2 separate regions of the Mus musculus genome follow, and region 1 is linked to region 2. A link is a contact called in public HiChIP or PLAC-seq data. All regions are on one chromosome and are shown on one strand. Each heading gives the region's core, a stretch centred on a gene start, on an enhancer-like site or on the middle of the called end of the contact. The rest is flanking DNA. Distances are from core to core; before and after follow the strand shown. Region 1 has its middle 36 kb from the start of 4930563J15Rik. Region 2 holds the start of Ado (2-aminoethanethiol (cysteamine) dioxygenase).

Region 1 (3,208 bases), core at 183-2,682, 59 kb before region 2:
AAGATTCCAGGAGTCTGGAGTAAAAACCCAGCTCATGACAGAAGTCTATGAAAACCCGACATAGTTGGACCGACAGGAGAGGGCAATGTGAGCGGGGATCCTGTTCAGAGCATGTTGTTCTGGGAACTACTGCTAAATTATATAAGTATGTGATGGAAAATGGCAGATCAAGGGCAATCGACTGCTCAGGCATTTTCAGAGAAGATGGGAGTGGGCAAGCCACCGTCTGAAGACATGTTCTACAGAGAACAAGCCTCTGGTCCCATCAGTACTCAGTGGGGTTCCAGAGAATGTCAGCTGGCACCACACCCAAGTTAGAGACATGAACATAGGAAGGGATACAGGCCCGTGCGGTCACTCCTTGTAAACTGACCCACAACAGTAAACTTAAAGGACAGCATGTGCCAGACCCCCTGGATACCCATTACGTTTAATAATGGATTGAAATCAGAATGGGCTCTTTGGAAGACCTGGCAGAAATTGTCCATGTACATTCCTCTCCTCTCCTCCCAAATCCAAGTCACAGGCTCACTGATGATCACCAGTGTCATTAAAACGATCAGTCATCCTCAGAGGTGCTTGGCATTCTAGCTTCTGATGTATTTTAAAAGTGTCCTTCTTCTACATCAAGTGAAACCTTCAGGCATCCTTTGTCAGTCTCTTGTGGTAGATGTCTTCCATGTTTCTTATGATCCAAGAAAGGAGATATAGCTATACTATTAAATATTGATATCGACATTTTTTTTTTTACAAAATCTGAGGGACTACATTTTAGTGAAGTTTTGTTTGACTACAGTGTTATGTACACAGGAGAGGACCCAGAGTCTTCTGTGGACACCTGTCCACTCCCCAGTGCTCTAACAGGTATGCCATTCATGAATGATTCATGATCTGGTGTGTCTTGAGTGTTCACTTGCAACCTTCCCAATCAGGACTCCAACTTCCCCATCCTGTAAGGACTGCTGAGAGAAAACAGCTCCAGCCATTAACATCTAATCATGCCCAAGACTTCTGTGACACTGAGAAGGTCCCATGCTGGGTGTGGGACTTTCAGGAATTGTGACAGAGACTCTGAAAAGAAGGGAATTTCACAGACTGAGGAGGAGGGGCTTTTAGCGCTTGTGCAAGCATTCCGCCACCCAGGATGGCTGCCATCTGTCCCTGGTCATCTATCATCTCATGCCATAGAAAGGCCTCGTCGTGTTTGTTTACCCAAATAAAGGAAGTGAGTCCCACCAAGAGCCATTTTTAACCGTTTTTGAGGTAGAAGGAAATTGCTGTGTTAGCTTGGCTCTTCCAAAATCTTTTGACTATTTCTATGTGTACAGCATCTCAGCTTTAAGAGTCATTTGGAATAGATTTTTATCCACACCAAACTGCAGGATGAAGATGCTCAGAAGGGAAATTTCTTAACCGCGTATATAGCACTTTGACCACATCCTGCCCAGTAAAGGACGGGCTGAGCCATGGGTCACTGCCAAAGGCTTCCAAATGCATAGAACTATTTTTTTTCTTACTCGGTTTATTTTATTTGGGGCTATGCAGTTGGAATTTTGAGAAAATTCTCTGTCACCACTATCAAGACAATCTTTCTTACACTTCAGGGAGTTTACTAACCCCACCCACACAAATAGAATGACTCACCCTGTAGGGGTCTGAGCTGGTGTCTGGTAAGGCAGTTAGATTAAACAACTGTCTTAAAATGCCCCGTTCTAAATTATCTCTGTAACAACTGTCTCAAGGAAGAAAAGGCTTGGTGGAAAAGCGTCCAGATACTATTTCAAAGATATAGCAGAGAGAGTCCCAGCGGGAGCCAATGGCCAACTCAAATTGTGAAATTCGAGGGGAGTTTATAATAAAGGACTCTTTTCAGAGAAGTGGTCAGGGTGGAGAGAAACCACAAGAAAACCATTCAGCATTTGGAGCAGGCAACAGCCACACTTCTCTCACCATTTGTAGGATGCTGAGAGGAGGGAACAGCATCTAAGATGAGAGAGAGAGAGAGAGAGAGAGAGAGAGAGAGAGAGAGAGAGAGAGAGAGAGAGAACGAGAGAGATTAAATAGGGTAGGAGCTGGCTCAACAGTGAGACCTGAACAGTCCACTTGCCCCCACAAGAAGATAGGTAGGGAGATAAAAGTAGGAAGTCAAGAGCCAGGAAAACCCAGTGATGCTTCCCAGTTTGGAGATACTGGAGGGGTACTCTGCAACAGCACAGCAGAACACTTGTGAACATTTTAATGTTCACTCTCAAGATAACTATGATCTCTCTCTAAACCTTCTCTTCCTAGAAAACCCCCTCTAAATATATGTTCCAATTTATGATACATACTGGCTCCCCCCCCCCACCCCGAGAGAGCACTCAAGTGTTCTCTTAAAAGACCAGGTCTAAACTGAGCATGATGACTGCATTTATCTCCCATGAGCATTCTAATTCTCAGTCATAACCTGAGGGCACTGTGGTCCTTGGGGGGGGAGGGGGAGAAGTGCAGGAATAAGTGTTGCTTTGAAAAACTGTCCATCAGGGACTCCAGACAGGAGCATCAGAGTCCCCAATTAACATGTGAGTTTACAAGAGGATGCAAGGTGACCTCTATAGCATTGAACTAAAAATAGTTTTTCCTAGATCTTTAGATCTGAGTGTGTGTGTGTGTGTGTGTGTGTGTGTGTGTATCCATTGATATAAACCTTTTTCTAATTTCTCAGGTACAAAACCGATAGTTTCAATGAGTATTACACACTATGGTATCTTGCCAGTGTCTGACTAGTCGACAGATCTTTATGATTTTTATCCCACTGATGTCTTTCCCATTCCTAAGCCCAAACCATCCTGGTGATCTGGAAAAATGTCTTTTTTTTTTTATGGTTACTCTTGAAATCTGCCCTGGTAGATATGGCAGCCATATGGCAGTGTGTGGCTATTTAAAGTTACTCAGAATTCCATAAAGTGGGATGGGAGATGGTTTAGTGGATAAAGCACTTGCTGTACAGTGGAAGGGCTTGAGTTCGGATTCTCAACACCCACATAAAAGCTGGGGGTGTGGCCTGCATCTGTGATCCCTGTGTGTTCATGTAATTTTAAAAGGCACATGGGGCTCAGAGGGTAAGAGCACTGGTTGCTCTTCTGAAGGTCCTGAGTTCGGATCCCAGCAACCACATGGTGGCTCACAACCACCTATAATGAAATCTGACACCCTCTTCTGCTGTGTC
Region 2 (2,821 bases), core at 151-2,650:
AGAAAGCCACAGCTTGTGAGCACCACAATAAGCTGCAGAAGCTACGTCCTTGTGTCCCTTGGTTCCTTTTACACCAATTCAAACTGTGTTTCGTTAAGTTGCACTTACGTCTTTTCCAAATGCGCACCTGCAAATTAATCTCTCGTGTACAGGCGGGGAATAATACAGTCAGTGCCTACGTCTTAAAAGTTTCTGTGAGGGTATTACTAAGATAAAACTCATTATTTAATGTATTTAACAAGGTACCTGGAATACCACACTTACTGGCTAGGATGCAAAACCCACACACACATACACACTAAAAGCCTGCCTTCTTAACTGAAAAGGATTTCCTGGGCCACTGCAGTTATAAACCCATGTTTAATTCTGAAAGTCCAAGAAGACCTTAAATTCAAGGGTAAGATTTAAATTCATAATATCTACTATCTTCCTTTGCCAGCCACCACCTACGTCTGCAAAAAGTCCAGAGAATAATCACTCTGCGGTGACCTAACTTCATAAACCAGCCCGATAGTTGCATTGCTCTAGAGACTCATGACAGCGATAATCTATTCTGACAAAACGCCCCTTGCCCCTCAACTGGTGTTTCTCGGGCGCCCTACGGATGGATAACCACTAGTATACAGAACCCTTGGCTGTAGCAAATGGCCTCTCAAAGCTTCCCGCTATCAGTGAGTCAAGGAGCAGCGTCATCAGGCCCAGAGGCAAACAACAGCTGCGCACAGCTGTGCTGGGTGACCGCTTTGGTTACCCGCCCGACCCCATTCACCTCCTAAGAAACAGAAAAATAGACAAGCGCCATCCACAGATCTCCACGGCGCACACAGTGTGGCCTACGAGCAGCTAAGGTTGACCCCGAAACCTCATTCCTAGGGAGCAAGGGTCAAAGGTGACCCCGAGTGACCCAGCAGGCCCTAGCGGCACAAGAAGGTTAACGACCCTCTTGTGCCGTTTTTTTCCCAGCGGCGAGAAGCCTCCACCAGCTGCCGGAAGTATGTCACCCCGACTGCGGGGATGGCGGGAGTTGTAGTTAACTGGCTATATCTCTTGCAATAATAGTTCAGTTTTATCAAACAAGTAAACACCCTGAGGCTCTGCAAAACGAACGCGCTGCTCGCTTTCTGCCAAGTTCTTAAAAAAATCCTGGTTTCCCCTGCTCCGCAGGACGCGTTCGTGCCCCGCGCAAGCGCAGGCTCGGACTACACATCCCAGCGTGCCTTGCGGCGCTCCCGCCGCGCCCGGCTGTAGTCGTTGGTGTGGGCCGCGTGAATGGAGCTCCGCGCGTGAGGCAGCGCCTGGCACGGCCCGCGCCAGCGCCTGTCTGGGCCCCGGAGCGTGAGTGCGGGTAGCGGCCGTGCGCGTGCGCACTCGCCTTCGCGCGCGGGCAAGCGCCCGACCATTGGCGCGCTAAGCGGGCGACCGTGCAAGGCGGCCCCGCGCGCCCCGCTGGCCGGTTGTTGCGGGGAGGTCTCCCGCCTGGCGCGGGGGTCCGCGCGGGTAGCCGTGGCGGCCGCCGGAGACCGCAAGGGGCGGCGCAGAGGCGGAACGGGCCGGCCGCGAGCCGCGCAGGAAGCGCCAAGCATGCCCCGCGACAACATGGCCTCCCTGATCCAGCGCATCGCTCGCCAGGCGTGTCTCACCTTCCGCGGCAGCTCGACGGGCTCCGAAGGGCCGGCGCCGGGCTTCCCGGAGAACCTGAGCCTGCTCAAGAGCCTGCTGACCCAGGTGCGCGCCGAGGACCTCAACATCGCGCCGCGCAAGGCGCTGCCGCAGCCGCTGCCCCGCAACCTCCCGCCGGTCACCTACATGCACATCTACGAGACGGAGGGCTTCAGCCTGGGCGTGTTCCTGCTCAAGAGCGGCACGTGCATCCCGCTGCACGACCACCCGGGCATGCACGGTATGCTCAAGGTGCTGTACGGCACGGTCCGCATCAGCTGCATGGACAAGCTGGACACGGGGGCCGGGCATCGGCGGCCGCCGCCAGAGCAGCAGTTCGAGCCCCCGCTGCAGCCCTTGGAGCGGGAGGCCGTGCGACCGGGCGTGCTGCGTTCCCGGGCCGAGTACACCGAGGCCAGTGGGCCCTGCGTGCTCACTCCACACCGGGACAACCTGCACCAGATTGATGCCGTGGACGGGCCAGCTGCCTTCCTGGACATCCTGGCCCCACCCTACGACCCGGAGGACGGCCGGGACTGCCACTATTACCGTGTAGTGGAGCCCATCAGACCCAAGGAGGCTTCCGGCTCTGCCTGCGACCTTCCCCGAGAAGTGTGGCTCCTGGAGACACCACAGGCCGACGACTTCTGGTGCGAGGGAGAGCCCTATCCAGGCCCCAAGGTCCTACCTTGAAGCTCCTGCCGCCCGGGGAACTGTGGGCCAAAGATGTACCCTGCCCTGCTCAAGAAAGGCCTGGCTGCCCTCTATCTTCCATAAGGGCTCTTCTCTCCGCCCCCTCGCCTGGACGATGGATTTACTGGAGTGACCAGCGCCACATCTTGAGGAACCTTGGGGAACACGGCCCACTGGAGTACAGCCACCACCGGGCACGGTTATGGGGGCGGGTGGGCGGAAGGCTAGGTTGATTCCTGGTATCCTCAGTGCCACCAAGGCTTTGATTTAAGGGAACCGGGCAGGGACCCTAAAGCGCTTCCATCCTAAAGCCATAATGAAACCATTTTTGTTTCTCATTCTCTACAAAATACACTAAGTAGTTTTGAATCCCTCTTCCCTTCGGTGACTCAGATTTGTTTTCTCTCCTGCCCACGATTGCTCCTTAATAGTTTAATTTATTACTGATTGTGCATGACCTTGAATTGTT

Evidence for each region. HiChIP or PLAC-seq counts read pairs in DNA pulled down with a chosen protein or histone mark.
Region 1: a contact with region 2 is called in an H3K4me3 HiChIP or PLAC-seq map of bone marrow-derived macrophages, with 3 times the contacts expected there. The contact joins the enhancer-like site here to the promoter of Ado in region 2. A contact is called at or near these places in 3 of 39 promoter capture datasets (the 3T3-L1 cell line, the C10 cell line and macrophages), 1 of 15 datasets of contacts at CTCF or cohesin (CD8 T cells), 29 of 484 Hi-C or Micro-C datasets (the C2C12 cell line, CD4 T cells, CD8 T cells and 17 more), 9 of 115 datasets of contacts at active chromatin or transcription factors (CD8 T cells, DN3 thymocytes, the SCID.adh cell line and 4 more) and 4 of 9 other capture datasets (adipose tissue, bone marrow-derived macrophages, liver and 1 more).

The regions. Positions count from the first base shown.
Region 1 is chr10:67,606,170-67,609,377 of GRCm38.p6, reverse strand. No RefSeq gene overlaps it. Among named protein-coding and RNA genes, the nearest start is that of 4930563J15Rik, 36 kb to the right of the region's middle. Within about 2 kb of position 1,432, at least 67 of the 459 cell types and tissues checked have an H3K27ac peak or open chromatin away from gene starts, as enhancers often do. A contact at or near this core is called in the C2C12 cell line, CD8 T cells, the MNK3 cell line and 7 more, where this site is marked.
Region 2 is chr10:67,547,534-67,550,354 of GRCm38.p6, reverse strand. It overlaps Ado (2-aminoethanethiol (cysteamine) dioxygenase), which reads left to right and starts at 1,400. Exons shown (of 1, transcript NM_001005419.2): 1 at 1,400-2,821. The coding sequence starts at 1,582. The coding sequence ends at 2,352.